Linked DNA regions of Sus scrofa: all the other regions are linked to region 4. Evidence: chromatin contacts called from public HiChIP or PLAC-seq and promoter capture Hi-C data. All regions are on one chromosome and are shown on one strand. Each heading gives the region's core, a stretch centred on a gene start, on an enhancer-like site or on the middle of the called end of the contact. The rest is flanking DNA. Distances are from core to core; before and after follow the strand shown. Region 1 holds the start of DDX58 (DExD/H-box helicase 58). Region 2 holds the start of TOPORS (E3 ubiquitin-protein ligase Topors). Region 3 holds the start of NDUFB6 (NADH:ubiquinone oxidoreductase subunit B6). Region 4 holds the start of DNAJA1 (DnaJ heat shock protein family (Hsp40) member A1).

Evidence for each region. Promoter capture Hi-C pulls out the DNA fragments that hold promoters and counts their contacts. HiChIP or PLAC-seq counts read pairs in DNA pulled down with a chosen protein or histone mark.
Region 1: a contact with region 4 is called in an H3K27ac HiChIP or PLAC-seq map of alveolar macrophages. The contact joins the promoter of DDX58 here to the promoter of DNAJA1 in region 4. A contact is called at or near these places in 1 of 5 promoter capture datasets (liver) and 1 of 2 datasets of contacts at active chromatin or transcription factors (alveolar macrophages).
Region 2: an H3K27ac HiChIP or PLAC-seq map of alveolar macrophages shows a contact between it and region 4. The contact joins the promoter of TOPORS here to the promoter of DNAJA1 in region 4. A contact is called at or near these places in 1 of 5 promoter capture datasets (liver), 3 of 47 Hi-C or Micro-C datasets (heart right ventricle, liver and skeletal muscle) and 2 of 2 datasets of contacts at active chromatin or transcription factors (alveolar macrophages and skeletal muscle).
Region 3: a promoter capture Hi-C map of liver shows a contact between it and region 4, with 2.6 times the contacts expected there. The contact joins the promoter of NDUFB6 here to the promoter of DNAJA1 in region 4. A contact is called at or near these places in 1 of 5 promoter capture datasets (liver), 1 of 47 Hi-C or Micro-C datasets (embryonic fibroblasts) and 1 of 2 datasets of contacts at active chromatin or transcription factors (alveolar macrophages).

Annotation. Positions count from the first base shown.
Region 1 is chr10:33,886,521-33,893,099 of Sscrofa11.1, reverse strand. DDX58 (DExD/H-box helicase 58) reads right to left here and starts at 1,289. Exons shown (of 18, transcript NM_213804.2): 1 at 1,184-1,289. The coding sequence starts at 1,289.
Region 2 is chr10:33,863,610-33,870,394 of Sscrofa11.1, reverse strand. TOPORS (E3 ubiquitin-protein ligase Topors) reads right to left here and starts at 4,428. Exons shown (of 3, transcript XM_013980194.2): 1 at 4,156-4,428; 2 at 2,450-2,644. The coding sequence starts at 4,158. It overlaps NDUFB6 (NADH:ubiquinone oxidoreductase subunit B6), which reads right to left. Exons shown (of 4, transcript NM_001044554.2): 4 at 5,403-5,562. The coding sequence ends at 5,494.
Region 3 is chr10:33,844,484-33,851,601 of Sscrofa11.1, reverse strand. NDUFB6 (NADH:ubiquinone oxidoreductase subunit B6) reads right to left here and starts at 2,259. Exons shown (of 4, transcript NM_001044554.2): 1 at 1,967-2,259; 2 at 1-62. The coding sequence starts at 2,146.
Region 4 is chr10:33,443,646-33,451,084 of Sscrofa11.1, reverse strand. DNAJA1 (DnaJ heat shock protein family (Hsp40) member A1) reads left to right here and starts at 5,529. Exons shown (of 9, transcript NM_001244163.1): 1 at 5,529-5,661; 2 at 6,715-6,856; 3 at 7,014-7,191. The coding sequence starts at 6,725.

The DNA of each region.
Region 1 (6,579 bases), core at 40-2,539, 450 kb before region 4:
CATGCTCTCTGCTCTCTCTCAGGACAGGAACCATTTCTATAGATCCCTCAGTTCCCAACAGAACACTTCCTATTAGACAATATGTCTAGTAATATGTGTAAATTCCCTCCAAAGCTAGCCTAATACCTGACACATGAGTTCTGGCTTATTGAATCAATACACAAGTGCATGGGAAAAAGGAAATTAATATGATTATTAGGTGTCACTCATTCCAAGGATTTCTAAAAGAGATACAGAGGTCTTGTCCAACTTAGAGTCTTCAAGGACCCAAGCTCCTCTGTGGTTATTATGATGTTATTTTGTTACTTCTCTCTAAGCACAACTAGAAAGCAAGGGTGGGGTGGTGTGGAGGGGTCCATTTATGTTGGTGGCATTCTTTCACCTCTCACTCCACAGCCTGTGGTTTGGTTTTACACAGCAGTTAGCTCTCAAGTTACCTGCCTGCTTTAATGCAATTTCCAAAAATTGCCTCACTGCAGGAAAGCTCTGTAGGGGAGCCAGATCCCCTCTCTCACCTCGACTTCTTCCAGGCACCACTGTCTCCCTCTATTCCCCAAGCCCCTGCTCACCTCACCACCATGCACTTCTACACAAATTGGTAAAATGGCCATTCTCCATCATCATGGGCCCCATGAACTACATTCAACCTGAATCGAAGCCTGGAGCCTTTCACTCCAGGGAGTCTTGCTCCTCTCAAGCTTCCAGTTACTTGCAAGTGCAAATAAGGTCCCGCAGAGTAAGCCTCAACATCCTTGGCCTTCTGACTGCACTCTGTAATCACCGTCTCCCACCTCCAAATTCTGAGACTGTAAAGTATATTAAGGAAGGACTTGTATCTTATTTCTGAATCTTTGATGTCAGCACAAAGCCTAACACACGGTAAATGGAACTATTAGGAGAAACCAATAAAACGGACAGTGACTTGTTTCCCCAGCTTCTAATGTAAACAGTTGTGCACCCCTAAGCAAGTCATTTCATTTCGTTGAGACTCAGTTTCTTGACCTCGTCGGGCACCTCAAACTCCGACAATCTCGTCTAAAATGCTGTGGAGATGTTGCCACAAACCCGGCCTTCCTAGCAAGCTCCCAGTATTGAGTGAAAAAACAGGTGAAAGCAAGAGGGAAATAAGACCTGAACTGGGTTTTTTTGCTCCAAGGGCCAGGAGCGGCTGGGAAGCACTCACCGTCCCTAAACCAGGGGGCCATGTAGCTCAGGATGAAGGTGGGGTCGAGAGTCTTCCTGACATAGTCCCCGAAAGCGTGCAGATTCCGCCGCTGCTCTGCTGTCATACTGCCGGCTCAGCTTCTGGCCGCGCCTCGTCTGCGCCTGGCTGCACTAAAGCCCGGCGAGCCGGGAGTCTCCTAAAAAGCACCCCGCGCCGGGAGGCGGAGTAGCTGAAGAACCGAGAATCGAAACTGCGACGAGTTGGGAAAGGGCGGAACCGGCCCAACCCCCGAGCCCTCACTTTCCCAGCGCGGTTTCATTTCTTCTCGGATGCGTGGTTCCCCAACCGGCGGGCGCTCGCGGATCTAGAGCGCCCCAAGAGGACCCCTGGGGATTGCTTTTTGAGGTTCATCTTCTCTTCGTTTTGCTTTTACAGCGGTCGAGATACAGTAAAATGCACAGATTTTAAGCGTACAGTTCTGAGTTTTGGCAAATGTATGCGGTGTAACCACTTTTCCCAAGTTGTGTGGGTCGGAAGGGCAGAGTCTAACTTTACAGGAAGACGTCACCTTCCAAAATGGCCGTCCAGGGGCTCATTCCCACCTGGCGTGGGGTCGACAGGTGATGCACCTACAGGAAATACACACGTGGGACAGTTTGGTGTTTGTTTGTTGGATTTGGCTTGGAGTTTTGCCATATCTGCACTCCAAATATCTTCTCCCAGGCTGTGACTTATTTTCTTAAAAGTGTCTTTTGAGGGGTTCTCATCGTGGCTCAGTGGCTAACGAATCTGACTAGCATCCATGGGGACGCAGGTTCGATCCCTACCCTCGCTCAGTGGGTTAAGGATCCTGCCGTTTCCCTGAGCTGTGGTGTAGGTCACAGGCGCCGCTCGGATCCCCCGTCACTGTGGACGCAGCTACAGCTCAGATTGGACCCCTAGCCTGGGAGCCTCTATATACCACGGATGTGGCCATAAAAGGCCGGAAAAAAAAAAAAAAAAGTGCCCTTTGAGCACAAAGATATTTATCAGTTTCTCTTTTAAGTTTTATTTATTGCCTTGGTAAATCTTTGCCTTCTCTAAAGCCATAGAGATATTCTGTTTTCCTTTAGAATCTTTGTGTTTTTAGCTTTTACACTTAGGTTATGATATCTCAGATTAATCTCATTGTGGTGTGAGCTAAGTAAGGGTCAAGGCTTCTTTTTTTCCCATACTTCTAATTGTTCCCCACAAACTATTTCATTTGTTGAAAACGTTTCCTTCTCCAGTTGAATAATAGCCTTGGCACCTTTGTCAAAAAAAGTCAATTGCCTGTATATGTGCAGGCCTATTCTGTTCTACTTATCTATTTGCTAATACTGCTTTATTTTTTTGGGTAAATATTATATTGACTATTGTGGGGTCTTTGCATTTTACTATGAAATAATCAACCTGCCAATTCCTACCCCCCCCAAAAAAAAGCATATTGGATGAACCTGGGGTGATTTGACATTTTTAACAATATTTGAATCCATGAACAATTTTTCATTTATTTCAATCTTCTTTAATTTTCTCAGCAATATCTTATAGTAGTTAGAGTACAAATCTTATACATATCTGTTAAATTTATTCTTAACTATTTTATGTTCTTTGATGCTAATGTAAATTGAATTGTTTGAGGGGTTTTTTGGTTTTTTTTTTTAGGGCCACACCCACAGCATGTGGAAATTTCCAGACTAGGGGTCTAATCAGAGCTACAGCTGCCAGGCCCACACCACAGCCACAGCAACATGAGATCCCAGCCACATCTCCTCACACCACGGCTCACTGCAATGCTGGATCCTTAACCCACTGAGCGAGGCCAGGGATGGAACCCGAATTCTCATAGTTCTTAGTAGGTTCCTTAACGACTGAGCCATGAAAGGAACTCCCTAAATTGAATTGTTTTTAAAGTTTCATTTTCAGTGTTTGTTGCTAGTACATAGAAATAAAAGGGGTTTTTGTTTCTTGGCCTTGTATTACACAATTCACTTGGATTATGCAATTCATTGATTTACTTAGCTCTAGTAATTGTTCTGTATATCTCTTAAATTTTTCTAGGTAAACAATCATGTCACTTGTGAATACCTGGTTTTATTCTTTTCAAATCTTCATGCCTTTTATTTTGTTTCCCTTCCTTAAGGCAACACCTATGGTCTCCAATAGAAAGTTGAATAAAAGTGATGAGTTGATACCCTTACCTTATTACTAATCTCAGCAGGGAAACATTCTTTAATTACAAAATTTGTAACAGAGAAGAATAAACCTGATTCCATATTGAATATACTCCTTTAGCTCTAAACGTGTGCTCTGTTGCTTGTGCTCAGCCATGCTGGCTCTGCACCAAGAGCTCCTCATACTCAAAAGAATGTTGCCTCGAGCCTGAAATATACGGGATAGCTCATTCTCAAGGTTCTGACCTTCCAAGGTAAAAAACTTCCACTCATATAGAGATAAAAAGTTGCTGCAGAGAATATAACAATATTTGCCTTGGAGGTTTATAATAACACTCTGACCAGACCTACATGGATAGCTGCAAGAACAAAGGATTCCCGCCCCAAGAAGTTTGCAACAACCAGCTACATCTCTTCTCCATTTAGTATAAAAGAAGCCTGAATTCTGACTCAGGCAAGATGGTTCTTTGGGACACCACCATCTGCTCCTTCTGCTGGCTTTCCAAATAAAGTTGCTATTCCTTGCCCCCAACTCATCTATTTATTGGCCTGTTGTGCTGCAAGGAATATGAGCTTGGACTTGGTAAACAAGTTTGCTGTTAGTTTTCTTACATACCCATTATGATACTGATGTTTTCTTGTATTCCTAGTTTGCTTGGAGTTTTTATCATGAGTGGGTGTTGAATATCTCAGCTTTTTTTTTTTTAATATATTGAGGTAATAATATATTAACATATTTAATTTCATTGATTCATTTTTTAATATTAAACCAACCTAGAATTCTTGGGATCTGGTCATGATGTAGCACACTTTAAAATTTTTTTTTTTTTTTTGTCCTTTTAGAGCTGCACTCACAGCATCTGGAGGTTCCCAGGCTAGGGGTCTAATTGGAGCTATAGCCGCAGGCCTACGCCACAGCCACAGCAATGTCAGATGCGAGCCGTGTCTGTGAACTACACCACAGTGCACAGCAACGCTGGATCCTTAACCCACTAAGCGAGGCCAGGGATCAAACCCAAAACCTCATGGTTCCTAGTCGGATTTGTTTCTGCTGTGCCACGACAGGAACTCCTTAAAAATATATTTCTGATTTAATAAGCTAATGTTTTGTATTTTATTCATAAGGAATATTGGTCTGTAGTTTTCTCTTCAGGGTTATGCTGGTCTCATAAAACAAGTTTGTTTAAGACTGGTATCATTCCTCCTTAAATATTTAACAGAATTCACCAATGAAACTACTTCATCTTAGAGTTCTATTTAAAGATTCTTTACAACAGTTTAACTTCGGAGTTCCTGCTGTGGCTCAGCAGATTAAGAACCCAACTAGTATCCATAAGGTTGCGAATTAGATCCCTGGCCTTGCTCAGTGGGTTAAGGATCCTGTGTTGCAGTGAGCTGCAGCATAGTCGAAGATGGGCTTGGATTTGGCCATGCGGTGGCTGTGGTGTAGGCTGGCAGCTGCAGTTGCAATTTGACCTCTAACCCAGGAACTTCCATATGCAGCACGTGTGGCCCTAAAAGGAATAAAGAAAATAATAATAAAAACAAGTTCAATTTCTTTACTATGAGGATATTCTGACTTTTTAACTGATGTGCAATCAGTTTCGGTAAGTTGTGTTTATCAAGGAATTTGGCCATTCCCTCTAAGTTATCAAATTTATTGGTATAAAGTTGTTCATGATATTCCTTATTTTCCCATTACCTGTTTTTAAAAAATGAGTCTTGCCAGGGACCTACCAACTGTATATATCTTTTCCAAAAATCCTTTGGCCTTGATAGTTTTCATTGGTTATTTCTATTTTCTATTTCATTGATTTCTGCTCTAAACATTAGTTATTTCTCCCACTTCCTTTTGATCTAATTTGACCTTCTTAACTAGTTCGTGAAGGTAAAAAATTAGATAGATCACTAATTGTATACATTTTTCTTTCCTAATATAAGCATTTGAGGCTATAAATTTCTTCTCCCAGCTGAGAAGTTCTAACATCCCATCAGTTTTCATATACTGTATTTTCAATGTCATTCCATTTGCAGTAGTTGCTACCATCCCTGTAACTTCTTCTTTAACCTCTGAGTTAATTAGAAGTGTGTTGTTTATTTTTCAAGTATAGGGAATTTCCTAAACAGCTTGATGTTAACTTCTGACTTTAAACTGCTGTGATCCAAAAGCATATGTTGCAAGATCTTTTGAAACTTATTGAAACTTGCTTTATGACCCAGCATATGGATTATCTTGATATATGTTCCAGATATACTTAAAAAATATGTATCATGCAATTCTTGAGTATAGTGTTTCATAAACATCAATTACGTCAGGCTGGTTTACTAGTGTGGTTCTAATCTCCTACACCTACTATAATCTAGTCTCCTATAGCTCACAGCAACACCGGATCCTTAACCCACTGATAGAGGCAAGGATCGAACCAGCATCCTCATGGATACGAGTTGGGTTCACAGCCCACTGAGCCACAGCAGGAACTCTTTTTTTTTTTTTTTTTTTTTTAATCTTCTAATTCAATGACTGTGGCTTTTTCCTTGTGTTCAAACCCCCATGTGGACTTGGGGGAACCCTCAGAAGAAAAGCCAAGTATATGCAGTTATGTAGTACAGTTCCTGTCTTTAAATAGTCTACTTCCCTCCCTGTTTCTGCCCTTTTTTTTTCAGTGCCTTCAAGTACTTGTTCTTTATATTTTGTCCATTTTTATCATTATCTCATGCAAGCTATTCTGCCACTAGTTGTGTTTAGATTTTTAACTAAAAAAAATGTATCAAATCCAAAATTCCTTAAAAAAAAAAAAAAGACATGCTTCCTTTCATGCTACCAATGGGAAATAATATAGGTTTGAATAGCAATGAATTTATTAAACACCAACAATCATAGTGTAGACTGAATCTGAAAGAACTGAAGTCCCAGGGGTAGAGCCATCCAGCAGATTTGTATGTAAAATCTGACCAAGGCCAGGGAAGAAAGAGAAGGGAAATGTCACAGAACGGTGAGAAGAAAGAACTCCAGACCCTCTACTTCACCTGGTCATTAACTCAAGCAATATGTTTATAGAATATCTACCATACGTCAGGTTCGTGAAAAGAACTGGCATATGGAGATATGTGAAATAGAGTGTCCCTCATAAGATTAGAGTCTGATTGGATGGAGCAGACAATAAAGATGTAAAAGAATAAATAATTTCCAAATGTTAAGTAATACAATGAAAGCAAATAGAA
Region 2 (6,785 bases), core at 3,179-5,678, 420 kb before region 4:
ATCCCTGCCCTTGCTCAGTGGGTTAAGGATCCAGCGTTGCCGTGAGCTGTGGTGTAGGTCGCAGACGCAGCTCGGATCCAGCATTGCTGTGGCTCTGGCGAAGGCCAATGGCTACAGCTCCGATTAGATCCTCTAGCCTGGGAATCTCCATATGCCTCAGGAGCGGCCCCAGAGACGGCAAAAAAAAACAAAAAACAACAACAAAAAAAAAGATTTGTAGGTTTGCAAGAGGAGTTCTGGCTCACATAGCAAAGGTGGACCTGATGGTAGATTTAATGTTACAGGTTCTAGAAGAAGGCTGTGATAAAGGTTTCTCTACCCTAGTACTCTAGGAATAATGACTTCAAATGAATTTCCTCACAAAAGAGAAGATTAATCAGCTCTTCTGAACACTTTTCCTTAACTGCTTCCCAAATTCCACATAAAGTTTACCATCTTTAGGATAAACTGATTAAGCAAAACCTTCCCTTACACAGATTCCGAAATGTGTTGGCTTTACTGGGGCTAAGAACCCTTCATATCACATTTTGGGGGGAATTTCAGATAATCAACAAGCATACATATCTAGGGAAAATGGATCAGAGGGGCAGGTGGGAAGTGATAAATAATCAGGAGTCTAGAGTCTAAATTAGACCACGGACTGGACATTTAAAAAACTTCAGTGATATAAACAAAGTAGGATTTCTCTGCAGAATTAAATATTTAATAAAGCCACGCTTCCTTAAAAGTTGTCTTTTATGGCACTCCTTAAATTATCACTATATATACATACAATTTAATCACTTGTTGATTACATTTGATGAAGAAATTGATGTTAATTCTAAATGCAGAGCCAGGGCTGAGAATCAAAACCACTTCTTAGGGTGTAATCTGGAGAAAGTTATTTATTTCCTCAAAACCTTACATTTTCTCAATTCTAAAATAGGTTAAGTAACAGTACTTAACTAAAAAAAGTGGTTGTGTGAAGGGATATATTCCATGTAAACATTTAGCACAGTACTTGGTGTGTAGTAAGAACTATTTTTTTGTCTTTTGTCTTTTCAGGGCTGCACCTGCAGCACATGGAGGTTCCCAGTCTGGGGTCTAATTGGAACTACAGCTGCCAGCCTACGCCACAGCCACAGCCACGCCAGATCTGAGCCACATGTGCGACTTACACCACAGCTCACCACAACACCAGATCCTTAACCCTCTGAGTGAGGCCAGGGATCAAACACGCAACCTCATGGTTCCTAGTCAGATTTGTTTCCACTGCGCCACAACGGGAACTCTGATGTACAGCTGTACAGTAAGAACTTAATACTGTTTTTCTATGTTATGTGAAAATAAAGTTAATCTTGGTCGTTTCCATCACCCATGATGGATTATAAATGCCCAGAAAGATGACAGTCTATAACAACTAAATGATCTTCATATTAATATCAGTGTTGCATTTAACACATCTAAGCAAAGTAGCTAAAATGGGTTCACCAAGTGGATGAACTAGATATACACCCCGAAGTATTAAAAGTAATCTGGGCCTTATCTTTTTTGACAGTAAAGAAATCACTGTACCTTTCTGAACTGTAATTTCATCACCAATCCCAAAGAAATCAAACAGAAGTTATAGAATCTACTGACCATAACACAAAATTTAATTTCATTTCCAGCAATTAAAAAGAACTACTTGGAAACCATTCCCCTCTAAAGCCACTCATTCCAGATAAGATTGCTTTGAGTGACTGTGCAAGTCATTGACTAAAAACAAGCAAAAAACCCCAAACTCTCACCGGCTATTAAATCTTCGATAGCTTTGTTGTTATTCATCTAAAAAAAATCTCGAAAATTACCTACCAAAAATTCTATCCATTTTTGCACTCAAATCACTATTTGTTTTTTCTCAGTACTGCCCCCTTCCAGTCTACCAATCAGCAGCCCGTGAGAAAAGCTGCACTGACTTGATGAAGAAGTCACAGGCTCAAGGGATGTAACAGTACACAGACAACTCCAACAGCCACAGCGACAGTCCCTTCCTTAGGGTGAGCACCGCGTGCATTACATAATCACAACGAACTAAAATATTGTTATTCCCATTTTACAGACATACTCAGAGAGGTTAGGCAACCCATCCAAGGTCACATCTCTGACAGAGGTGACGCCACGATTCAGACTCGACTGTTTTGTGTTTTGTGTCAGGTTTTTCCCTTACGACCAAGCTCCATCTAGTACACCGCCGCGCTCGCGCTCTCGGGAGCGCTGCTAAGAAACGCAGCCCTTCCCCGCCCACCCGAACCGCGTGGATCCACAGGTGTGCCGCAGGAGCCGTTGTCCCAGACCCCGGCCCGCCGGGTCGCGACGGCCCCTCAGGCCCGACCGCAGCTCCCGCGCCCCTGGGCCTCGATGCGAGCGGGAGCTTGGGCTCGCCCAGCCCTTCCGACCTCCGCGCCCCATTGTTCCCGATCTCACTCACCTCGGAGGATGCCGGTGCAGGCCCGGCTGGGGCGCTCGTGGCAAGCTCCCGGCGGCCCAGAAAGCTGGGTCGGTGACGGCAGGACCCACGAAGGCGAACCCGGCGACTTCTCCGCCGGCCCTCAAGAGCCGGAGCGGGCGGGGGCGCTTCACCCTCCTCGCGAGACAGCGGAGACCCCGGCGGCTGCTGCGACCCCTGTGACGTAAAGCGATCATCACCAATGGCAGCTTGGGGGCGGTGGCAGAAGGCAAAACCCACTTGGCAGGCCCAGCGCGTCAAAACACAGCACCCGCCAACGTAACGCATGCGCGGTGGAAGACGCCAGCAGCGAGGGCGGGGCCTAGCGCGCGCAGCCCGGACCCGGCCCTTCCCCCACCGTCCACCGCCCTCCGCCCCAGGAATGGGAGCGGCGAGAGCACCCCCCAGACAGAAATCGCTACCACAGCTTCACTCCTGTTACTATCAATCTCTCGGGGGGTGGCGGCAGGGGGGTTAATGTTCGCTTCTACCTTACCCGGAAGACACGGTAACTAGTTCGATCTCCTTTCAAACCTCACCAAACTCTGAGAAGTTACTGAAACTCTCTGCTGTACAGATAAAGGAACGGAGTTACACGGAGCTGAAGTGACTTTCGGTTGCAGTTACCAACCAACACCGGGATTCGAATGGAATCCCAAGTCCGAGGTTTACAGTCTTCAGAGACAGAGATCTATTCCAGTCTGGGGATAAACAGGGATTTTACCTATGACCACAGAGCCTTGAAATCGTCCCCAGATGACGTTTTCCTCCTTCCGCACTCCCCGAAAGCTGGATGAAAACTCTGTGCAGTTCATAACTGAGATACTTAGAGACAAGACATCTAGAGCCTAAAGCGGCCCGTTGCCTCATTCTACCGTTAGGCCTCAAATGTGCGCGTCCCAAACATTCTAGAGCTGAACTTACTACAACGGCCCGAGTACAGAACTCCGTCCTTTGGCTTAATATTTATCTGATCTTGCTACCGTTCTGAGCACAAATGTTCAACCAACACTTGTTGATTGGCAGGTACATTAGGCTAGGTAGTCCGTGCCAGGTGATTTCTTTTTATAAGTATCACTGGCATCAACAAGCCATCGCGTTCTCAAAGACTTTTTAAAGAAGCTCAATTAACAAGGACTCCCATAACGATGCGTTAGTTAACATAAAAGCGGGCGGCATTCTAGCTTACTTCAAAGATAAATATACACGAACGACTACCTATGTTGTGGGAACAAGTCCCGGAGGAAACATTAATTCTTCCACCGCTGGACGCCGGTGTAATATTTAAAACGTGGATTTTTTTTTCAAGTAAACTTTTAAATGCACACGACAGTACCTTATCCTGCATTAATACTGCACAGCAAGTGAAGGAAGATCGGCTGACGAGTCAAGCCTATCCCTCTCAGCGGCAAAAACAAAAAACCCACTTTTGAAGTAAATAATTCCTCGTTTCTCTCACCTCCTCCCTCAAAGGCGGGCTAGGCCGCCGTCACGTGACCCGCCCCCAGCTCCGGGCGGAAGAGGCCGGCCGCTCGATGGGAAACGCGCGCGGAGGCGACGGGGCGGGCGCTCGCGCCCGGCTGCAAGATGGCCGCCGCCGCCGCCGCCGCCCGGCAGCCACCGCCCCGGAGGATACTACAAGGCCTGTAGCTTCCGCCCGTGCCCGTGGACCGCCGCCGCCTCCTTACCATGAAGCCAGTGAGTCGCCGCACCCTAGACCGGATTTATTCAGCGGTAGGCCCCGGGCCTGGCGGGGCCCCAAGGGCTCGACTCCTCCGGCCCGCGGGTGGAAGGCCCCGTATTTCTTCAGCGCCCAAAAACTCCAAAATCCATTCCTGAATTAAGCTTTTCACTCCCTCACCTCGACTCCGCCTCTTCCTGGAGGACACGCTCTTCCGCTTCTTACGTCAGGGCGGCTTGGTGTACTCGCCTCCGGAACCCCATTTATTCGTTTGTTATTAAAATTTGCACCTTGGCAACGTGCAGGGCTGTCTGATGGGGGCGGGGAGGAAATGCCACTCACGTGTTTTTGCTTTTACTCCTTTTCTTGCATTTTTCAGTTGCTCCTCGCGGTCGTACTACTCTCATGGGGATATGTCATCTATGCATCAACTGTAGCTGCGCGGCGACAGCTAAAGAAGGAACACCCAGACAAAATGTTCGGGACGAATGAACATTTGTAACGCCTCTGAATTTAATTCTATGTATATACAGTTCTTTACCTCATGCTTATCGGACTCGTCTTGATTCACAATAAAATCCTTAATACAAGTTTCCACTTTCATTTTGGTGTAGTCTTTTGTAATAACCGTTAATGTATTAATTTATCAAATATTTAGGGGTTTGTCTTTTATCATCTCATATAACAAAGAACCTGGATCTGACAGCCTTTCAAGCTAGTTTCTAAAACACTTTTGAAATGCCTCAAAAAGCCTTCTTTAAAACAATCTGTAGTTCCCATTGTGGCTCAGCGGTAACAAACCAGGCTAGTAGCCATAAGGATGCCGGTTCAATCCCTGGCCTCACTCCTTGGGTTAAGGATCTGGAGTTGCATGTGCTGTGTGGTGTAGGTGGTGGACGCAATTCAGATCTGGCATGGCCATGGCTGTAGCAATTAGACCCCTAGTCTGGGAATTTACATGTGTGTGTGGGGGGGGGCGGCCCTAAAAGGCAAAAAGAAAAAATTGAAAGTGTGTAAAATTTCTTATATTTATTGCATGATTTCATTATGTTGCATACCTTCACATAAGACTAGATTACATACTGTAAGAAAAAAACTATCATGTGACTAAATTTCCTACATCCTCTTTCCAAATCAAGAATGGCCAAAAAAGTGACTTGCTCAAATCATTTAACATGCCCAGTTTTTATTTATTAAATAATTCAAAGAGTCTCAAATTGTATAATGTTTGGGAAGAAAAAGACACATATCTGAGAGTAAACTTTATTAAAGTTACTTTTCCAGAAAATATATTCAGTAAGTGTGGTAATATAGCTCATATGCCTTTGAAATTTTAAAGTTATCTTCAGTGATGTTGATCAGGAAATTCTTTCATTAGTGGGATTACTTCTCCAGTTTCCAGGATTGTATCACCCTAGAAAAACAAAGATGCATTAGTGAAAAATCTTGTCTTCAGAGGTGATAGTTCCACCATGTGGATAGACCTTGTGGAAAATCTAGTTCAGCTCTGTCATTCACACTTTAAAAGGGACAAAAGCAAAATAGATGCTGTCTGAAGATAAGCAACCAGTATTCAAAGTCTTAAGGTGTAAGTGAAAGAAGAGGGGAAGTTTCACTCAAGCAAAATGACCAGAAAGAACAAGAAAGTTGACTTTACAAAGTGATAAAGAGATAATCTTTATTTTGCTTAGCCCCAAGAAATAGGAGAATCCCTTGAAAGAAGTTGCAGGGAAACATCTTCACTTCAATAATAAGGAGGTAATGTGTTCCCAGAAACTGAATGTGTTAGGCCATCACCAGTTTACTGTTTGGCTCAGGTGTTGCAGAATGCACACTTTCCCTGGGCAGCTTACAATCACCCCAACAAGAGACACCTCGGTAATGCAGGTGGGTTGTTAAGTGGATTTTAAAAAGAGGTGCCAAAAGAAGAATCATTTATTTTTTTTATTTTTTTTTATTTTTTATTTTTTATTTTTATTTTTTTTGTTGTTGTTGTTGCTATTTCTTGGGCCGCTCCCGCGGCATATGGAGGTTCCCAGTCTAGGGGTTGAATCGGAGCTGTAGCCACCGGCCTACGCCAGAGCCACAGCAACTCGGGATCCGAGCCGCGTCTGCAACCTACACCACAGCTCACGGCAACGCCGGATCGTTAACCCACTGAGCAAGGGCAGGGACCGAACCCGCAACCTCATGGTTCCTAGTCGGATTCGTTAACCACTGCGCCACGACGGGAACTCCAGAAGAATCATTTTATTTTCCAAAGACAGTAGCTGCACCTTTGTGCTTTGTTTTTGTTCTCTTCCATCACTTTTTTGTCGTCTTAGCTGGTTCAGGTGTCTTTCCAAACATAGATATAGTGTGTTTGGCAGAATGGGCACAGACTTTAAAGCCAGAGCCAAGTAGTGAGAATCCTGGAACCCTCCACTGACAAATTGTATAATTTAAGCAGAGTACTTAGGTTGAATTTCAGCTCTGTTAAGACAGCAGATTCTGTCAGCTTGATAGTCCATGACTTGACTGAGGAGAACTGTTCCCAACCTGGTACTGCTCAGGATTGTAAATTTGTATTATGTTTAAGCCAAAATACATTTTGGGGAAAACTTGTTACCACGGCTAGCATTACCCTAACACAGAAAT
Region 3 (7,118 bases), core at 1,010-3,509, 400 kb before region 4:
ATCCATACAGGGATAAGCACATGAGTAACAGCAAAGATGCTGTGTCGGTATGTCTTATAGATCTGGGGGAAAAAGCATACAAGAAATAGATACCTTATTTTTTCACATTTGCGGCAGGAAAAAAAAAGCATCAATGCTATAACAACGTCATGCTCATTGTAAAATCCCTAAATGTTACATATTTCCTTAAAGTCTGCAGCTAATTTCATGCATTCGAATATTTTTATTAAACACAGTGCCTACTAGGTGACACCTCCAGAGTTCAGAGCAAAGGAGGCTTAAGCAGTATTTTGCAGAGATATAGTAATGTATTTATAGATATACGTTTTTTAAAAGACTTCTAAAAATATCCCTATTATAAGTTTAAGACAAAACATGGCATAAATAATGAAAAAATAATTTTAATAGATTTAACCAGAATAATCAGCATACAGAGTTTTCATTTCCCTAATTTATCAATTTCAAATACATAATCAACATCACTTGTACCATCTAAGATGTAAGGCAGATAATTATGAGTACACTAATGCTGGAAAAAGGATGTCTTACATACTGGGATGGGGTGTTCCATGCTCAGTGAGCTGCCTTCAGACATACTGTTTTTAAAAAGAGGAGTTCCTGTCCTGGCTCAGTGGTTAACAAATCTGACTAGCATCTGTGAGGACGCAGGTTCGATCCCTGGCCTTGCTGGGTGGGTTAAGGATCCTGTGTTGCCGTAAGCTGTGGTGGAGGTCGCTGACGCGGCTAGGATCTGGCACTGCTGTGGCTGTGGCATACGTAGGCTGGCGGATACAGCTCCGATTTGACCCCTAGCCTGGGAAACTCCATATGCTGCAGGTGCGGCCCCGAAAAGACCAAAAAAAAAAAAAAAAAAAAAAAGGGAAAGGCAAAAGTCATTTAAAACTGGAACTTTTCCAGGGCAGCCAATTTGAAAGAATAGGACCTATCCTTTCAGGGAAAGGACAATCTAAATTTTAAGTGTTATAATAGATATGATTATGGAAAAGGTTAACATGAAGTAAGTCAGATTTCAACAAATTATTATTTACTTCCTTAAATCGCTTGCTTGATGGGTGGTATGTCAACTTTCAACCAGTGGTTGCCAAATCAGTTAGTAAAATGTCAGAAATCCAAAGGGAGAAAAGAGGAGAGTTGACTTAGAGTTTAATTTTACCACCGTAAATAAGTATCTAATACCACTTGCTCAGAAAAATGTGCACCAGACTTCGTAGCTCAGTAAGAAAGTAGATACACATGGATTTCAATGTGAACTCGAATTCCTCACCCTGAGACCATGGCTACATCACTGAATTTTTGTAGGCCTCAGTTTCCACACTTAAAATTAAGATTAGGACCAATTTCTACCTTACAGGAGTCCAAAATAAAATTAAGTAACACATGTAAAACCCTTGAAAAATGTCAGGCATAAAGTAAGAACCCAATAGGACCCATTCTTATAAGATGATTACATGGAGCTGTACTACCAGTTAGAAGCACACTGTCTTCTAGGTTCGGTGTAATGGCAGTTAGTTTCTATAATCTCAACCTCAAAGATCAGACAAATGTCCTCAAATACCGAAATCACTGAATTTTAACTCTAGTGAATCCTTGGCTACCATTCTGAGGGAAGATTCCCACAGTCAAAAGAGATGCAAGGCTGCACCATCCTGTAAAACCCAGGCAAAGATTCACCTCCTACTCATCACACCTGACAGTTAAATGGTATGACAATCCCAAAGCCAAACGTGCTCCGGACTCCTGACCCCCAGGCCAAGACTCTAGGAACCAGACAGCGTTCCCACTACACCCAAGTCTCGGCAGAACCTAATTCCCCCTTGGGAAACTACCAGTACTTTCGGGGAAAGGGAGAATCAGTCCCTACCTAATGTTGCTACAGAGAGCAGGCGTCACAGCAGCCAGGCTGGGGACCGCGACGGGGCGGGGGTGGGAGAGGGCCATCACTCACCACGTTCTTCCAGGGGGCTCCATCCTGCAAAAACTTATTCCAGAATTGCTCCATAGGCCACACCCGCCGCGGGGGCAGCACCGGTTCCCGGGGGCTCAGCTCCTGATCCTTCAGCCATCGCCTTCTCAGCTCTCGCAGCTGCTGCAGTCGCAGTTTCTCGTCGGGCGTATATCCCGACATGTCGCCGCCGGTACCAAGGAAGCAAGACACGGCGCGCCCCTGAACGAGGGTCCTGTCACATACGCGCGCTTCCCCTTCTGCAAAGCGACCTTGCGAGGACACCTGGGAGCGGCGCGCCGTTACGACGTCACTGGGGTCCTGCCCTCGAGCGGCTCCAATCTGCGCGTAGTGACTAGGCATGCGCAAACTCCTGCAGACCCCCGCACCGCTTTACGCGCCCAGATTTCCAGAGAGAGGCGGTTACTGGCAGACAGTTAGCTACCGGATGAGGAGGGAAGTAATGAAAAACAGGAAGTATCAGAGGTCAGTGTACTAAACGCTCTGACCAGGAAGAACTGGTGTATTGGGAGCTGGAAGTATGTGAATATGTGACTCAATGAGTGACTTCTACATGCAAAATTCATTTGCCTCTCCCACCTTGGAATTCGTCCTCTTCCCGTAACCTAGAGTATGTGGGGGACCCTTTACATCCATGTTCTGGTAAAGAGTCCTTGAGCAGCTGTCTCGTCTGTTCCTTCATCAGTACTGCAGAAGTAGAAAGTCGCTTACTATCCAGCAGAATTAGACACGTTCACCCTTCGTACCAGCAATCCCACTTCTAGACCTCTAGTCTAAAGATACAGCGGTAAAAATATGAAAAGAATGTGCACAAACTGCAGCACTCTTTATAATAAAATCCTGTAAATTACCGCTCAATTTCTCAGTAAAGGGCTGGCTGAATAAGTTGTGGTACAATAACTAAATGAAATGCTTTGTATAAAACTGGAGAGAGCTACTGAGTACATAAGTTGTTAAGAGAAAAAAGCTAAACGGAGAGAAGTATGTATAGTATGCTACCTTTTATCCAAAAAGGGGAGGGTGGTAGTGATACTAAATGTATATATATACATATGTTTGTTCAAGTTTTTAAAATAATGGAAAGGAAAATTACTTTTTTTTTTAATGTTACCTATAGGAAGAGGAAGGGGGTAGGCTAGAAACAAGAAGGATAGAAGCTAAACGTCTCCAAATTGGTTTTTAAAAAGCACCCTCTAAAAATCAAAAGTAAAAATAGATGGATCTGACTGCTTGGCGGCATAATTTCAAAAACACACACCACTTCAGGTAACTTTATTTTTGCGTTTTAGGACTGTACCTGAGATATATGGAAGTTCTCAGTCTTAGGGGTTGAATCAGAGCTGCAGCCACCAACCTACACCACAGCCACAGCAACACCAAATCTGAGCTGAGTCTTCGACCTACGCCACCACTCACTGCAAACGCCAGATCCTTAACCCACTGAGCAGGGCCAGGGATGGAACGAACCTGCCTCCTGATGGATACTAACCAGTTTCGTTACAACTGAGCCACAATGGGGACTCCCACTTCAGGTAACTTTAAATCATCACATTATTGTACATCCATAGAGAGGTATACTTCAAAGACAAAAAGAACTGCAAGAAAGAAAGAAAGGAAAGAAAGAGAAAGAAAAAGAAAGAAAAGAGAAAGAAAGAAGTCAAACTGTTTTAAGTAACCATATCCTTGATAGTGATGGTGGTGATGGTATTGTTAACCTGCAACTGAAAATAAACGTTTAGGCCGGGATTTGTGTTATGAGAGAAAGGAGATACAAAGATAAATTGTATGAGTTTAAGTTAAAACTCTGTAGTCCTAAATTTGGACAGAGTCAGTATTAACTAATGATGTATTTCATCTTTAAATATATATAATTTTTGTCTTAGTGCTCCCCATTGAAATGGCTAAAAACAATGGCCAACCCAGTAACCTTGAACATCTTTAGTTCCTAGATTGTGATCTTTAAATACCATTTTCCATTAAAAGGAACCAAGTATTCCTTGGAGTGGCAGTTCTCAAACATTTTGCTCCCCAAATCTATTTTTTTTTTTTTTTGGTCTTTTGTTTTTTTAGGGCTGCACCTGTGGCATATGGAGGTTCCCAGTCCAGGGGTCTAATGGGAGCTGCAGCTGCCGGCCAACACCAGAGCCACGGCAACCTCAGATCCGAGGCACTTCTGTGACCTACACCACAGCTCATGGCACCGCTGAGTGAGGCCAAGGATCGAACCTGAAACCTCATGGTTCCTAGTCAGATTCGTTTCTGATGTACCATGATGGGAATTCCCCCGAATCTCTTAAAATTCCTAAAGTTGTTGATGCCCCAAAGAACTTTTGTTTATGTGGGTTATATCTATTGATGTTCACTGAATTAGAAATTAAAACATTTTAGGAGATCCCACTGTGGCTCTGAAAGTTAAGAACACAACTAGTATCCATGAAGATACAGGTTTGATCCCTGGCCTTGCTCAATAGGTTAAGGACCTGGAGTTGTGGAGAGCTGTGGTGCAGGCTAAAGATGTGGCCCAGATCTGGTGTTGCTATGGTTGTGGCATAAGCTGTCAGCTGCAGCTCTGATCCAACATCTAGCCTGAAGGTGCAGCGCTAAAAAGAAAAAAAAATTAAAACATTTAAAAATAACAAAATATCCACTAACAAAAATTACTTAGAAGAGTGCCATTGTTTTACATCTTTGTAAATCTCTTTAATGTCTGGTTTAATAAGTGACAGAATTCTTATAGTGGCTTCTGCATAATCATAATATCACACATCATGTAACCTTTGGGAAACTCCATATATATTTGCAAGAGAGTGAGAGTTAAAAAGGGCAAACACCATGTCAGTAGTATTATAAAAATAGTTTTGACCTCATAAACCCCATGAAAGGATCATAGGGACTACAGGGGTTCCCCTATCACACTTTTGAGAACCATGCCTTGGAGAAATAACTAATTTCAGGGTCCAGTTAGGAAATGCTAAATAAGCTTGGAACATCCTGTCTTAGCAGAAAGCAAGGAAGTTTTTTAAAGACTATTATGTTTATGTCAAAAGGATTCAGGAGACAACCTGAATAGACTTCCACTCATCAAGGATGAAATGATGTGAGCATCAATAAGTATAGTGATTTCAGTGGAATGGAAAATATCAAATACATTCACATATCAAACTGAGTTCATAATGATTAAAAAAAAAAACCCTCACTGATCACTTTTTGATGGTGTTAGGGAACCAACTCATTATTTTGAAAACTGATGAATACAGGAAAATCAAGCATTTTCTGGCCTCTTTATATAAATTGCATCTTAAAGTAACAAAATAGTTGATGGTGGAAATTTATTCGAAGAGGCTTAAAAACCTAATAAAAGAAGAATGGATGATATTTCCCTGGTGGTACAGTGGCATTTTCACTTCTGTGGCTCTGGCCCAGGAACTTCTGCATACTGCAGGCACAGCCAAAAGGAAAAAAAAAAAAAAAAAAAGAATGGCAGAGTTAGAATATCACTATTTTGCAACCATTAGTTTGTCAATGAATCAGTGTCCCCATCAATAGAGGCTGAAATCTCAAAAAGACAGCAGCTTCGCCACCTGGTGGAAGACTGCCTCACTGCCTGTAAAGTAACTGCCAAACAATTGAATCTGATTAAGTTTCTAGATCTAACCACTTATTTAAAAAAAGAATGTACATATGTATGTATGACTGGGTCACTTTGCTGTACAGTAGAAAACTGACAGAACACTGTAAACCAACTATAAGGGGAAAATAATTTAAAAATAAATACGGGGGGAAAGGAACTCCTTTTATAACATCAAAATGATACATTAAAAAATACAGTTTGTAAAAACTTCAGACAAGCAACTCAGTTTCTTAAAAATATATAGAGAGCAAAAAAGAGTAATAGAGAACCCACACTCTATCAACAATAATAAACAACTCAACAATAATAAAACAAACAACAATAATAAAACAAACAATCCAATTTGAAAATTGTCCAAACACCTTAACAGACACCTCACCAAAGATGTACAGATGGCAAGTAAGCATAGGAAAAGATGCTCCACATCACATGACATCAGGGAAGTGCAAAGTAACAATGAAATACCACTACGCACCTATTAGAACGGCCAAAATCTGGACAACTGACAATACAAATGCTGTGGGGGAGGAACTGGAGGAACAGGAACAATTACTCATGGCTTCTGGGAATGCAAAATGGCACCAATTTGGAAGACTGCAGATTTCTTACAAAACGAAACATTCTCTTACTATAAAATCCAACAGTTTTGTTCTTTTGTATTTACCCAAAGTAGTTAAAAATTTGTCCACACGAAAACCTGCACGCAAATGTTTACAGTAACTTTATTCATAATTACCCAAACTCGGAGCAACCAAGATGTACTTCAGTAGGTAAATAGGTAAATAAACTGATCCATCCAGACAATGGCATACTATTCAGTGCCAAAAAGAAGCGAGCTGTCAAGCCATGAAAATACATGGAGGTTTTTTTTTTTTTTTTTTTTTTTTTTTTTTTTTTTTTTTTGCTTTTTAGGGTCACACCAGCGGCATATGGAAGTTCCCAGGCTAGGAGACAAATCAGAGCTGTAGCCACTGGCTTGTGCCACAGCCACAGCAACATAAGATCTGAGCCTCATCTGTGAGCTGCACCGCAGCTCACTGCAATGCTGGATCCTTAACCCACTGAGTGAGGCCAGGGATCAAACCCACTTCACTTCCTCATGGATCCTAGTTGGGTTCATTACCACTGAGCCACTAAGGGAACTCCTGGAGGAATCTTAATTACACATAACTAAGTGAAAGAAACCAAACTGAGAAGCTCTCTATGATTCTAACTATATGACATTCTGGAAAAGACAAAACTATGGAGACAAAAGATCTGTGGTTGTCAGGGGAGGGGTGGTTGTGGGGAGATGAACAGGCAGAGTACAGAGGATTTTTAAGTCAGTGAAAATATTCTGTATGATACTATCATACTAATGGATATGTTATTATACATTTGTCCAAAACCATTGAATTCTAAACACCAAGAATGAACACCATAGACTTTGGGTGATTATGCTGTAGGTTCATCTTTGGTTAAAAAAAAAAAGGTACTATTCCTGTGAGTGATAATGGTGTAGGC
Region 4 (7,439 bases), core at 4,280-6,779:
ATTCTATGCATCCAAAACTCAACTCATCTGTCTCCTTTTCCAAATCTGCCCCCACCACAGCCTTTTTTTCCTCCTCTTTCAGGTCTCCTTATCTCAGGAAAGGCATTCCCCAACCATCCTGTTGCTCAGACCAGAAAGCTGGAGGTCATCCATGACGCCTTCTTCCTCAACTTCGCATCCAGTCACCATGACCTGCAGATTCCACCTCTATATTTATATCTCCCTCCCTCTCCATGTCTACTGCACAGGCCTTACCAATTCTAATCTAACCTCTCACCCTAACAGCTTCCTATGGCTCCAACCTCCACATTAGCACCCAAAGTATTGTTCTAAACAAGGTTGCTGTGAGGATTAAAATATGACAACATTCATATAGTTTGCACACTGCCTGACAGGCACGCCCCCACCCCACCAAAAAAAAGTCAGCTGTTGGAGGTTATATCACCCCACCTCTAAAGTGTTCCGGTATCCCTTAAGTGCTTTCAAGATAAAATTCAAGCTTTTAGCATAATTCTCAAGCCCTTAAGATTTGGCTCCTGCTGCTCCTTCCATCATCTCCAGCTATCTCCATGGACACTTGAAATCTGGTGAGAGTTACAAAACACACCTCTGAGATAAAATATAATGGTAAGAAAACAGACCATTCATGATAGCAACAAGAAGACAACGTCTAGTAACACCTTTAAAAAGAAATGATCAGGATCTAGTTGTTTGATTCTTTTTTAAGCATGAAACATAAAGAAAGTGAATATACAGGAGTTCCCATCATGGCTCAGCAGAAACAAATCTGACTAGGAACCATAAAGTTTCGGGTTCAATCCCTGGCCTTGCTCAGTGGGTTAAGGATCCGGCGTTGCCATGAGCTGTGGTGTAGGTCACATACATGGCTTGGATCCAGCGTTGCTGTGGCTGTGGCGGAGGCCAGCAGCTGTAGCTCTGATTCAACCCCTAGCCTGGGAACTTCCATGAAAAGAGAAAAGACAAAAGACAAAAAAAAAAAAAAAAAAAGAAAGTGAATGTACAGTTATGTGCACAACATAACTTGTTTACAAGTAGCAGGATTCAACAATATAAACATGTTAATTCTCCCCAAACTGACTGATATATAAAAGTAAGGTAATCTTAAGCAAAATCACATTGGGATTTTGGAGGAATCTGCCAGAAATATTCTTAAGCTCATCTGGAAGAATAAAAATACTAGAAAATGCCAGGAAAATTGTAAAAAGGAGGGGCAATGAGGGGAAAGAAGCCCACTAGACAGTAAAATGTATTTTAAGGAAATTTAGTATACAGTAAAAGTGGCATTTCACATTAGTTAGGAAAAACAAGAGTATTAAAATAGTTAGACAAACTGGCTCACCATCTGGAGAAAAAGAAAGCTCAGTTACAAATAACCCTCAGACTTATACCAAAAGAAGTTCCAGGTGGAATAAAGACTTAAATACAAAAAAACAGAATCACAGAAGGCCCTGCAATGGCCCAGTGGGTTAAAGGATCAGGTCTTGCCACAGCTGTGGTGAAGATCATGCATTTGAGCCATGGCCTGGGAACTCCCATAAGCTGAAGGTGTGGTTATAAAAAAAAAAGTTGGATTCATGAGGAGTTCCATGGTGGCCTAGTGGTTAAGGATCCAGCATTGTCACTGCTGTGGTGCAGGTTCAATCCCTGGCCCAGGAACTTCTGCATGCCATGGGTGCAGCCAAAAAAAAAAAAAAAAAAAAGGAATTATGAATGCACTAGAAAAAAACCTGGGAGTATACATGTAAACATTCATAATGTTGGACTGGTGGAGTTGCTTTTTTTCTTTTTTGGCTGTACTTGCAGCATGCAGAAGTTCCCAGGCCAGGGATCACACCCTTGCCACAGCAGTGACAACATCAGATCCTTAACCTAATGAGCCACCAGAGAACTCTGGTGAAGGCTTTTAAACATAGCAAATGAAGGAGAAGTAGGAGGGGAAAAGAAGGGAGAAGAAAAGAACCGAGAAGCCAAAAAAGAAAGTAATCAAAAATTACCTACGTAAAAATTAAAAACTTAATACAGCCAAAATGTATACATATAGATACAGGCATGAAGTCACTAGAGAAAATAACCACAACATATGACACACTAAAACCTACTATCCCTAATATAAAAGTGCTATTATATGTTATTAAAATAGCAAAGACACCAGAGAAAAGTGGGCAAATGGTAAGAATAGACAGTTGACAGAAAAATCAGTCAGTAAATATCTAAAAGATGCTAACTACACTATTCAAGAAACTTAAATTAAAATAAAAGATATCACTTTTTAATCTCTAAAAAAGGTTAGCAAGGACAAAAGAAAAAAAAAGATCCCTCCCATATAGGCAAGGCCCACTCACATACTGCTGACAGTACAAACCAACATGGAAAGTTATTTATTCAATTTTAAATCTGCATTCACATTGACAAAGCCATTTCTGTTTTACAGAAATACTTTCACAATTACCCAAAGGTATATTTAAGAATTTCTCTGCAACATTATTCATAACGCAGTGGAAATTACCAAAATGCTCACCAATAGGGGAGTGGTTAAATAAATTATAGCACCTACACACTATACGCTATGAAGTTATTAAAAACAACAAGCCAGACTTATTTATCCTGACATGGTAAGATGACAATAAATTAAGTGAAAAGGGAAAATTGCGAACAACACGTAAAAAATGATCCTATTTCTTCACCGAAAAAGATCATATTCTAAATTACTGCTAATCTTTTTGTATTTTATGTAAATAAGAATTCTTTTTAAGGGAGTTCCCTTGTAGCATACCCTCAGCATATGGAAGTTCCCCAGCCAGGGATCAAATCCAAGCTGCAGTTGTGACCTACACGACAGCTACAGCAACAACAGACTTTAACCCATTTTGCTGAGCTGTGGAGGATTGAACCCTAGCCTCCACAGTGACCTGAGCCACTGTAGTCAAATTCTTAACCCACTGTGCCACAGCAGGAATTTGTTTGTTTGTTTGTTTGCTTTTTTAGGGCTGCACCAGAGGCATATGGAGGCTCCCAGATTAGGGGTCAAATCAGAGCTACAGCTGCCAGCCTACACCACAGCCACAGCAACACAGGATCCAAGCTGTGTCTGTGACCTACACCATGGCTCAGGGCAACGCCAGGTCATTAACCCACTAAGTTAGGTCAGGGATAGAACCCCAAACCTCATGGTTTCTAGTCGGATTCGTTTCCAATGCACCACGACAGGAACTCCAGCAGGAACTTCTAATAATGTTTTTTAAGACAACTAAGCATCACCTAACTTTGCCATTGGAGTGATAAGTTATTAGTTCTAAGCTATCTTCATGTTTGTATCACACTTTCATCTTTCTAATACTTGTATGAATTTCACTTGGGTTCCTCAGGCAAAAAGAAACACTAAACATGGTAACATTTAAGAAACACTAAGCATGGTAACATTCACTGTGGAAAATCTTGGTTGATGTGATTTAATATACACCATACTGATGTTTACCTCATATGCTTAACATTGGCATTCATCCTTGAGGGCAGGACAAGAATTTAGGTGATTTTTATATTATCAAGCCCTAGTTCACTGCCTGGCAATATTAGACTTTTATTTTTTCTTTTTTTTGTGGGGGGGGGGGGTTAGTACCTGAGGCATATGGAAGTTCCCAGGCTAGGGGTTGAATTGGAGCTGCAGCTGCCAGCCTACACCACAGCCACAGCAATCTGCAATTGCCACCACAGCTCACAGCAATGCTGATCCTTAACCCATTGAGAGGTGTCCCCTGGGATGTATCCACATCCTCAAGGATACCAGCTGGGTTCTTAACCTGGTGAACCACAATGGGAACTCCAGTACTAAACTTTTAGTAACTGCTGATTAAACAAAACAAAGCCCTTTATACCTGAGGTGATATCTGAGATGGCAACACCTAAGATTGGAAATGTTAAGGGTTTGTCAGCTGGAGCACAAGCAAAAACAGGTGAAAAAGTGCATTTGGGAAAATGCAGATAGTGACAACTTAAAGAGATAAGGCTGAGGTGATAAGCTTGGGGATAACTCCAGGGTAAAGTTCAAAATCCTTAGTTGAGTAAGATACACCAACAGGTGCTCTCCAACTACCTCTGAGGCCTCACCTCCTGTCACTCCAGCTCTTAGCTCTGGCTATAGTCAAATAACTGCAATTTCCTAAAAGCATCATATTCTTTCACACCTTAACCTTAGGTTCCCTTGCACTTTGTCCTTTTCTGGGAATACTCCTCTTCTTTCAAAACTCAGCTCAACTGCCACTTTCCCAAAGGAGCTTTCTCTGTTCCATCAAGTGAACATACAAGATCTTTCCTCGCTGAACTCTATCTTCCACTTCCCTTATAGTTAGTTCACTTCTCGTCTCCCTACTAAAATGTGTACAGAGCTTATTCAACTTTACATCTTCTCCGATGCTAGATACTCCAATGTTTTGTTATTAAATAAAGAAAACAGACCACATTTGCCATTATGCCCCAGGCTCAACATCTGAAAGCCCCAAGGACTCATTTTGCAAACTACAGATTCAGACTCACAGACTGGTAGAACTTAATTGTTAGGTCCAATAATTAAAACCATCCGTGTAATAATCTATGTAGGAAAAGAATCTGATGAGGAATGGCTATATGTATAACTGATATACTGATTTCAAGTGAACTGATGACACCTGAAACATGTTTATAAGTCAACTCTAATAACATTTATTTAAAAAAAAAAAGTTTGCCACTCTTGGTGTTACTGTGCCTAGGCTAGCCAAACCAGGTGAATGCCTGGCCTGAGAGGTTCCAAGGCCCTGGGTTTGCACCAAAGTATTCCAAACGTTTCCCTGTTTAGAGCTGCCTGAGCACAACGTATTACAAGGCCCAAAGTATATATCGTGTGTACAGGGGCCAAAACTTGCACGGAGGGTTCTTCCAACTTCGCAGTTCAGTGAATTACGAGGCTTTGGACAGCGCGTTAAAAAAAGCAAGATCCAAGGCCTGAGACTGTTCAGGAGCCCACAACCGTCTTGATCAGAAGTTCATGCTCCATGGCTTCCCAGAACCTCAGGTCTAAGAAACTAAACCGGTTAGAGACGCCAAAAGCGGTGTCAAACGCGCCGGCGGAGAGCAGGTGCGGCAAGGCTTTGTTCTGAGAGATTCCTGTACCGCACACCGCCCCGGCCAGCGTCCCTGTTCCCCAGCTCTCCGAGCTCTAGCAAGCGGCGGTGGCGGCGGCTCTCCTGATTGTGAATCCTGAGTTGGCCCGGAACGGAATCGCAGCGCTACTGGGCAAATCCCTGTTCCCGCCCAAGACTTCCAGACTTTAGGGCCCGCTGGGTGGAGGAAGGGGATCCAGAAAGTTCTACGAGCTGCAGGAACCCAGTCTTGAGCCCACCCCCACAAGGCCCTTCAGCTGAGTCCCTCCCACTCCGAGCACCCCCGCGCCGTTGCCCAGGTAACCGCGGGGCGGTGGCAGCAGCCGGAGGGGGTGGGACTTCCGGCGGGTGACGCGCCGCGACTCGGCTACAAAAGACGACGGTTGCGGCGCGCCGGGCGGAACTTTCCAGAACGCTCGGTGAGAGGCGGAGGAGCGGCGGCTGCCCGAGCTGCGCACAGAAACGCGCTCCTTCCCGCTCCCCCACATCGGCCTCGGCCCGCTCACCGGTGAGTTTCTGCTTTCACGCTTCCTCTGGTCCCCAGGCCTGCGCCATTAGCGGCTCCGGGAACTGGGATGGAGCCGCGGTCAAGTGGCGGTTGGCTCCGCGTGGGCTGCGGGGCTGTCGGTTCCTGTATCCTCGATTCCCTTTCTGTAGAATTGATGGGGGTGTCCCGGCAGCCCTTGCTGGTGCGCAACGGCTGGGCCCGATACCGTTCCAGAAGCTTTCCCCTCGCCTATCTAGCCGGGGGTCTCCAAGGATCTGCCGCCTCCGGGTTTCCCTCCGCCCGCCCTCGCTGGGGGTGGGGTGGGGGTGGGGGCGATTCTGCGCGCACGCGCAGGAGGAGCCAGGGGCGAGGGGCTGCGGGAGGAGCTTGGCGGAGGCTGCGGTTTTCGCATCTCCGGTCTCCCCTCCTTCTCTTTGTTGAGGGTTGGGCTTCTCCCACCCCTTCGCTCCTGAGTCGGAGGAAGAAAGGAAGGAAGCCCAACGCTCGGCGCTAAGTGCAGGGGGAAACCTAAGAACATGTAAGCTATGCTGGCTTGTGGGGCAAGAGGGGTTCGGCGTTCAAAGCAGAGAAGCTGTAGGTCCTGTGATTGAGAAACAGTCTCAGGATTGAGGGGGAGGGGAGCTTGCTTTCTGGAGCTTCCTCCCCGCCTTGTGCCCAGACGTCTTTTCTAGGAAGTGTATGGTTTATCAGATTTACCAAAGATGATAATGACAGTGGACTGAACCTATTAGTGCGTCTTGTCTTTACTGCCCTGTCATTAATGGGGAGGGGAGACAGGAAGAATCGAGATGGAGGTTTTCAGGTGGAAAGTGGGAACAAAGTAGTATGGGAGGTTTCTTAATTATTCCCTGATAATTATTAGCTTATATTTAGTCTGTTAGAATTTAATGGCTGAATTATCAAAGGACTTGTTACCGTCTCTGTGAAATTTAGGGAAGGTGATGTTCTTATGATCAGATTTGGCAAAGAACAAATTTCTTTGCCTAAACTCTTGATTTTTACTAATTAAAACTACCAGTTGAAAGTAGTTAAAATTGAACTTTTTTATTTCAGGCTGTAGAAAATGGTGAAAGAAACCACTTACTATGATGTTTTGGGGGTCAAACCCAATGCCACCCAAGAAGAATTGAAAAAGGCTTACAGGAAACTGGCCTTGAAGTACCACCCTGATAAGAATCCAAATGAAGGAGAGAAGGCGAGTACCATACTCACACTTTAACATAACTGGGTAGTTCTTGCCAGGTGTATGGTATTTCCATTACAACATGAAATTGAGTATGTCTAATACAGTGGCTGTGCTTTGTGACAGTTGAGTTTTTTTGGTGAAATTTATCCCCTTTTTTCTCACACAGTTTAAACAGATTTCTCAAGCTTACGAAGTGCTCTCTGATGCAAAGAAAAGGGAATTATATGATAAAGGAGGAGAACAGGCAATTAAAGAAGGTGGAGCAGGTGGTGGTTTTGGCTCCCCCATGGATATCTTTGATATGTTTTTTGGAGGAGGAGGAAGGATGCAGAGAGAAAGGAGAGGTAAGAATGACTTAGTCCACATATAGCAAATTAGCCAATTTGGTTAAAGCGAATTCTTGAGAATTCACATATTATTAAATGCTTGTTCACATGTTAGTGTAATGTTGCAAGCTGACTGTAAACATTTTATGATAGTTTTTTAAAATGAGTTTGGATGAAACTAAAAATAGCCAATAGGGTGCTAACAAATGAGTGTTTCTAAAGCTCTTCAGATACATAGGACTTTGTTGAAGTTGTCAAGCATTAAA